2 separate regions of the Mus musculus genome follow, and region 2 is linked to region 1. Evidence: chromatin contacts called from public promoter capture Hi-C data. All regions are on one chromosome and are shown on one strand. Each heading gives the region's core, a stretch centred on a gene start, on an enhancer-like site or on the middle of the called end of the contact. The rest is flanking DNA. Distances are from core to core; before and after follow the strand shown. Region 1 overlaps Bloc1s5 (biogenesis of lysosomal organelles complex-1, subunit 5, muted). Region 2 holds the start of Tmem14c (transmembrane protein 14C).

What was found. Promoter capture Hi-C pulls out the DNA fragments that hold promoters and counts their contacts.
Region 2: a contact with region 1 is called in a promoter capture Hi-C map of liver, with 4 times the contacts expected there. The contact joins the promoter of Tmem14c here to the enhancer-like site in region 1. A contact is called at or near these places in 5 of 39 promoter capture datasets (the 3T3-L1 cell line, embryonic stem cells, hippocampal neurons and 1 more), 1 of 484 Hi-C or Micro-C datasets (CD8 T cells) and 1 of 9 other capture datasets (liver).

What each region holds. Positions count from the first base shown.
Region 1 is chr13:38,612,607-38,616,147 of GRCm38.p6, forward strand. It overlaps Bloc1s5 (biogenesis of lysosomal organelles complex-1, subunit 5, muted), which reads right to left. Exons shown (of 5, transcript NM_139063.3): 4 at 37-95. Among named protein-coding and RNA genes, the nearest start is that of Bloc1s5, 21 kb to the right of the region's middle. Within about 2 kb of position 1,880, at least 26 of the 459 cell types and tissues checked have an H3K27ac peak or open chromatin away from gene starts, as enhancers often do. A contact at or near this core is called in liver, where this site is marked.
Region 2 is chr13:41,014,538-41,018,078 of GRCm38.p6, forward strand. It overlaps Tmem14c (transmembrane protein 14C), which reads left to right and starts at 1,713. Exons shown (of 6, transcript NM_025387.3): 1 at 1,713-1,861; 2 at 2,578-2,636; 3 at 3,169-3,245. The coding sequence starts at 2,614.

The DNA.
Region 1 (3,541 bases), core at 630-3,129:
AGTCTGTGCCCCTCTGCTCGAGTCACCCATTTTTACCTTTTTCCGTTCCTGTTCTCTCTGCTGGAGTCTGCAGATGGAGTCGTTAGCTGCTTGCACTGAAATAAAACAGACGGTGGGTTTCAGTGGCAGCCTCTGGTCAGGAAGACACGTCTCTGGAGTCTTTAGCTCTCAACAGAGTGTATTAAAGATAGATATCAGCTGCCAGTGGGGGTGTGGCCAAGAGGAAAAATGCACGATGTCAGCATATTCAGGATGGCATGGCTGGAACAACCGCAGTTGGGAGCTCTGAGCTGTCACCCAAAGAGCACAGAAATACTAAGCCCCCTGATATGTTGGCATCAACCGCCTTAATCAATGTTCTCTGAAAAGGGGTGAACTCACAGTCACATTCAGAGCAACGAGGCCCATCATCTGAGCCTTCTCTCTGAGGCAAGGCCCGACAGCCAGATGGCCCCCATGGTTTTCCACTCATTCTTCTTGTCACTGCTCCTGTCTTCTAACTAGTTCATCCTGGATGCTGCTACAACATTTACCTCTCCCAGGTCTGAAAGTTCATGAAATCATTTCCATTTCTTCAGAACCAACATTCTAATGTAAAGTGAGCATCCCCAAGTTCAAAATGTTTTAAAATTTAAGACCTTCAGAGAGCTGGCATGACGGTACAAGTAGAGACTTCCACACCAGACCCCATGTGTCTCAGGAAAGACTCCGGTCATAAAATATTGCACAGCCACTGCCAGGCTGGTGTGAACCCCTGAGTTCCTCAGACCTTCCCATCACCAGTCTAACTTTACTTCTGCTCCGACAAAGGGAACTGGTCTGCAGGCTAGCAGGCAGCTTTGCCGTCTGTGACTGCTCTGCCCTTCTGCTGGTCCACTGATTCCTGACATGCTTGCGGATCCCTGCTACGCGCCTCGTCCTGCTCTTGCTGGGTTCCTCCCTTCTCGGCTCCTCCTCATCTACCTGCTGCCTTTGCGTCTTAGCCCTTGCTCTGGGCACACCGACCTCCTTGCTCTTTCCACTGTGCCGGCCGACCATACTCCCACCACGAGGCATTTGCACTTCCTGCTCCTCAGAACACGTTTCTCCCAAGTCTCCTGCAAGTCTGTCTGTGTCTTACTTATTTTACAAATGAGGAACTAACAACAGGACCTCAGGATGGACATGATCATTCATGAGAAAGATAGCAAACATGCCCACTAAGAGATTAAGTATTATCAATAAGAACCACGTAACTGGGGAGTAAGCTACGTGAGTGCGAGGACCTAAGTTTGAATTTCCAGCTGCTGTGTCTGCACACCCCACACTGAGGGTAAAGGCAGTCTAGCCAAAACTCTGAGACCCAGGGTCATTGTGAGATCTACATCACAATCTGGTTCACAAGTGAGTTCCAGACCAGCCTAAGCCACAGGAAAGACCCTGTCTCAAAAGTCACTCTTGAGCAGTGTCAAGTGGTGGTGCGCTGAGGACCCTGTTCACCCTACTACCCTCACACAAAGCCCTCACTCACTCTCCCTGTCCTCTGATGAAGTGCTTTCAGTTGTGAATTCCCTCAGCAGAGGCAGACTGCTACAGGACCACCCTCTGTTACAGCTGCTGAAGCTGGAAGCCATCTGTCTGTCTTCTTCTCCCTGCCTAGGGCTAACGACCCGTCCACATCAGGGCAGGGACAGCGGTTTCTCTTTCAGAAAACTGTGAAGCCTCCACCTCCTGGATGCAGCCAGCAGATTTCATTTTCAAAAGCTTTATCCTCAGCGGCTATTAACAAACTTTCCTAGATCACAGATGACATCTAAGGACGGGGGATTAGCTTACCAATCATTTTTCTTCCTTAACAAAACAAGAGAGGAGTTGATTAGATCTGCCTTCTTCCTGCGGCAGTGAGTATGACCTCACCATCCCTAAGCATGGTGCTATCATTTCCTGTTCGTCTTTTTTCCTTCCTGGCTCTGTGAACAGATCTTAAAAATCTGTGTTTCTGTCCTCGGGTCATTTTCATTTTTGGATCACCCCAAGTGCAGTGTGAAGAAAAGTTGAAGGGCCATGTGACTTCTGCTGTCACCTGTCACAGCACCCCTGCCCCAAGATTATAACTACATCATCCCCCTCCCCTTTCCTCCTCTAAAACCTGCCCATCCACTCTTCTTGCTCTCTTTTCAGGCCATGGCCTCTTTGTTCGTTATTACAACAAGCATACATGGACATCCATGCATAGCCTACATGTGACCTGTGCAGTCTGTAAATGTTACTTGCATGCATGCTTTCAGGGCTGAGCATTTGGTTCTGAAGAGCAAGCTACTGTGCTCGTCTCTGGGAAGACCATGTCTCCTGCTCCCACCACTCCTTAGCTGCCTGTAGCTCTTTGAGTGGGGCTGAGGCCTGTGGGCTTTTCCCCATCCACTTTGGCATGTCTGTGGGTGTCACCTGTGCTTAGCTCATGCTTAGACTGTCATGGTGATGAGACTTCATGTGTGTAGCTTCTGTCATTACTAGGAGACACAGTCTCACAGCAAACTCCCTGGGCCTCTGGCTCTTACAGTCTTTCTGCCCCTTCTTCAATGTCCCCTGGGCCTTGGATTCCGGAGTGTTAAGCAGATATATTCATTGGGACTAGGCTCTACAAATTTGCATTCTGACTAGTTATGGTTTTTTGTGGTGGCTCTGTCTACAGTAAAAAGAAATGTCTTGGATGAGGCCTGAAGCCTATACTTATCTGTAGGCTGTCACAGCCTTTACAAACTTCTTTTGGATGAAGGGGATAAGCCTACACTTGTCTTCCTCTACAGAACTGTCTCCATGTTTGGAAACAAGATCCGTCTTCAGAATTTGCCTCCCTGTGAAGTTATCCACATTCCAGCCACATAGAAACAACACAGAAAAGGCTTTTTTATTTCATGTTGTGTGTGTGTGTGTGTGTGTGTGTGTAGGTACATGTGCTCTAAAAGGTCAAAGGGCAGCTTTGGATTTGGTTCTCTCGTTCCACTGTGTGGGTTCTAGGCATCAAACTCGGGCTGTCAGGCTTGGCAGCAAGTGCCTTTCCCCACTGAGCTTTTCTGAACTTTTAGTTTTCCTTTCTAAAACCTATAAATAAATAATCACCTGACCACTCTATAAAAGTCCCATCCTTAGTGATCAGTGTGACCAAGAGAAGGCTCATATTGTACCACTTCACATCACTTTGTGGCATGCTTTTCAACGGGAAGCACTGTCTTCTGCTATCTGTGTCAGGACGCTATGTTGACTTGTGATAAACAACTGTAACGTATCAAGTGCTCCAGGGTCTCAAGCAGCCAAGGTTGCCCTCACATTCACTGTGTGGCCACTGTGGTCTTAAACTCCTGGTGCTCTTGCCTCCTCAGCCTCCCGAGTGCGGTGCAGATGGATCAGTCCATTTGGTGAATACAGAGGGTAAATGCTTTTCTTTTCATCTTTCCAAAAGGAGATGAGCACCCTTGCATTGTTACTATGTTGCACTTAGCTAACAATGTCTTGATTTGCTTCCCATCAAGCAAACAAATTCTATCAGTCTGTCTGTGTGTAA
Region 2 (3,541 bases), core at 463-2,962, 2.4 Mb after region 1:
TTCTGAAGCCCACAGTTGTGGAAGGAAAAAAATTGTCTCCCCACAACTTGTTTTCTGGCCTCCACATTTGTACCACCACACATGTGCCCCCTCTCACATCCCCACATACACACAAAGTCATCTATGATAGAGTTTGTTTGTTTGTTTTTTTTTTTATAAAACATAACTTGGCTTTGGGAGGAGTTGTATGTAAACAATGTTTTAATTGAGCACGTGAGGCATCCTTGTAATCCTGGCATTCAGGAGGTAGAAGGAGTTCCGAGAATTAGAATTGAGGCAGTTTCTGACCACCCGAGAGCTTGTGTAAAGAAAACAAAATGTTAGAAGAAAACATGGGCTTCAATGATACAGTTAGCTGGAATCTCCTGGTTGTCCAAGCTTTTGTAACAATTCTATGTGGTTTGATTGCAACTTGGAGCCTTGACCTTTCCCTAGTGCCTACAGGAGTGAGTTGTATCTTCTACCTAGTCCTAGTTTATTTCCGGGATCCTTCTGTTGGCAGGCATCTAGGAATCTTGGTGCAGCCGGCCACTGTTATACCCACAGTGGCAAAGAGTTAACGGTCTCCTGAGAAGTGCACAGACAGAAGTGTATGAGGCTGGCATAACTAGGAATCCAGATAGCATGTGCCTGGAGCCTCAGTAACCCAGGAGGCTCCCGAGAGAGGATCACTTGAGCCCAGCAGTTCCAGGCCAGCCTGGGCAAAACAGAGTAGTTAAATAGTCCAAGATGCTGTATTTGCAGACACCAAAATTACGTGAGACGTTCAAGTATGATATACAGGAGACAAAACATTCACAGTCCATGACTAGGGCCATCACACGCAAGCCCCGGATTAAGTCCTTGACTACGTGTGTCCTCTACAGCAAGACCCTCAGTGCTCTTAAGGGCCAATACGTACAGTGCTTCTCTGATAGAGCGTGTGGGATTCAGTTCCGCACTACTATCTGCGCCAGGTTGCCGCCATCTTCATGAGGGTCAGCTGTGCCTGCTTGCAAAAGATGGTCCCAGCTGGGCTTGTTGACTGTTTGCCTGACTGTTCACCTTCATTTAGAAAAGGAGTGGAGAGGGTCGTGGGGCCCCTCACCTATATCCCGTTACCCCTTCCACCCAGTTTCATGCATTCTGACCTAGTTGCATGTGACTTGAGGAAGGGCTAGAGTTTATAGGTGGACAGGGACTAGGAAACGGGGCTCTGCACAGCCATAAGTAAGCCATCATTCTCGCTGGGTATAGGTTTTCCAGCATGACTTGTCCCTTCTGCCTGAAACTCCTCAGTCATGCTTTGTAAGGAACTTTAATAAACTCATTGGTTCCTCGGGGTGAACTTTGATTTGTAATTGAGACCTTCTGAGGAGTAAATACTTAGGCTCTCCCAGGGCAAAAATTTCTTAAAAATAGATTGGTTCACTGTTTAAATGTCTATACTTAAGATCTATACTGGGCACATGGCAGTACATAAACACTTTGAGTTGCTTTGACTTGTGGCTGATATGCCTCTTCTACCAGCCTGGTACCCTTTCCTGATGGCTTTTATTAATCCCATTATCCTTGTATCAAACTGGCTCACCCTCGGAGTACGGACCCCAAACTCAGCAGCCAAACCTGGTGCTCCTCCACCCCACTACTCCCAAGCCGGAACCAAGCCCCGCCCCATCACCCGAAGACCGCCTAGGATGATGCCCAGCCAATCACCTCAGGTTCCTCCCGGCTATCCAGGTCCCGCCCCTCCCGCTAGGACGCAGCGCACGCTGTGACGTCTGCACACCCGGCTCCTGACCTCGGCTTCTCGCTGTCTGCTCGCGCCCTCGTCCTACAGCACAGGCCTCCCGGCTCCGGCTCCGGCTCCAGTGTTGGTTGGGTGTGTTCTTACTTTGCCGACTCTATCACCAGGGGAATCGTTCCGTGCACACTCTGCTGAGCTCGCTTCCCCGGCCCGCTTCCCGCCTCTCTAAAATGTTCTCTAACTGCGGTTCCGGGAGTGGAAACCTAAACGCGCGTGCGCTGCTTCCGCGCCACGGAGGGCTTTTCCGTAAGAGAGCAGGAGTCACTTTGTAGGGTTGTAGCGCGTCTAAGTGCAGTTGCGACTAGGGTTCCGAGCATTTTCTGGTCCCTTGCTCCAGCCTAATAGGAGCCGAGGGTTGGGTGCAAGGGTTTCTAAAAGTTTGCAAACTGAGTATGGAGGACGTTGGAGAGAAAGCAGCATTTACCCTGCTTCTCGGAGACGCTAAGAAGAATGGAGGTACAGGCCATTTGTTTTCTGATTTAGCAATCAACTAACTGATGAGACAGTCAGCTGCTCCAGAGCTGCTCCGTGACTCCTGCTCGTTTCGGTGGGCCTGTGCTATAGTAGAGGCTGTGGTAAAAATATTTGGTGTCTCTACAACACTTAATATTCACAGAGGTGTTTTACTTGTTATCCAGTTACCTTCACTGGACAGCAGAGCTAGGGCGACTAGTGACTGTGTGTGTCCAGGCGGCAGTTGCAATCACACCCAGAGCTGTACCTTGAACTCATTTCTTCCTGATTGCTAGAGGTCAGCGTGTCTCTTGACTGCTCTGACCTCTCCTCCACAGGTGCAGGCCTGGTGTGGTCTCCAAAGCGACTGAACAATGCAGAAAGACAGTGGCCCATTGTAAGTGCCCTGTGCATCGGAGTAGAATCACTGGGAGCCTCTAAAACCAGAGCACATGACGGGAACCTCCAGCTTGGCACTGCCCACCAGGCAGCGTAGGTTGTGACATGATCCTTGAACTAGCGGCCTGGGACATGGACTTGAATCCAGTTCTGCCACTGGCTAGTTCTTTCACCGAGCCTGCCACCTGGCCTATCTTTCTTTCTGATTGGGCACTGGCAGAATTTGCTGGAAACGACAATCCTTTTGTCCCTGAGGATGATTTAAGCAATTACATTTACTTCTTTGTGTGGATGCATTCGTGCCATGTTGAGTTTGTAGGTGTCAGAGGACAATTTTCAGGAGTTGCGGGAGTTGATCTTCTGCTATGTGGACCATTGTAATGTAACCAAACTCAGGTTGCCAGCCTCCGGGAGCCGGGGGTGGGGGGCGCATCGCCACCAAGGCCAAGTTCCCGCAGGCCCCATCCAGTGATTTTGTGTGTTGTATTTTATACTCGGTTGACACTGGCTTCTCCCTTTGGCCTTTTCAGGATGCCTTTACATTATTTTGGTTTCGGCTATGCAGCCCTGGTTGCTACCGGTGGGATTATTGGCTATGCCAAAGCAGGTGAGCCTTTCTTGTTACTCTTAAAATTGTCACCTTAGTCCAGTGACATGTGGGTCCCCAGAGCCCTTGACACCTAATATGGCTTGACTCAAGTTTGCTTTAGGCCCTGAGTACACCCTGCATTGGCCTCTGATTATCTGGCTGAGTGGAGCCAGGCGTTTTTTTTTTTTTTTTTTTCCCCTCTTTACATACAGATAGGCAGGGGTATTAGTGGGTGGGTGTTATCGACCATTGCCATACACCGCGTTGTCTCTCAGCTCCTCAAGGAGGAAATCTCTTGTCTCTGCTCACTCTGT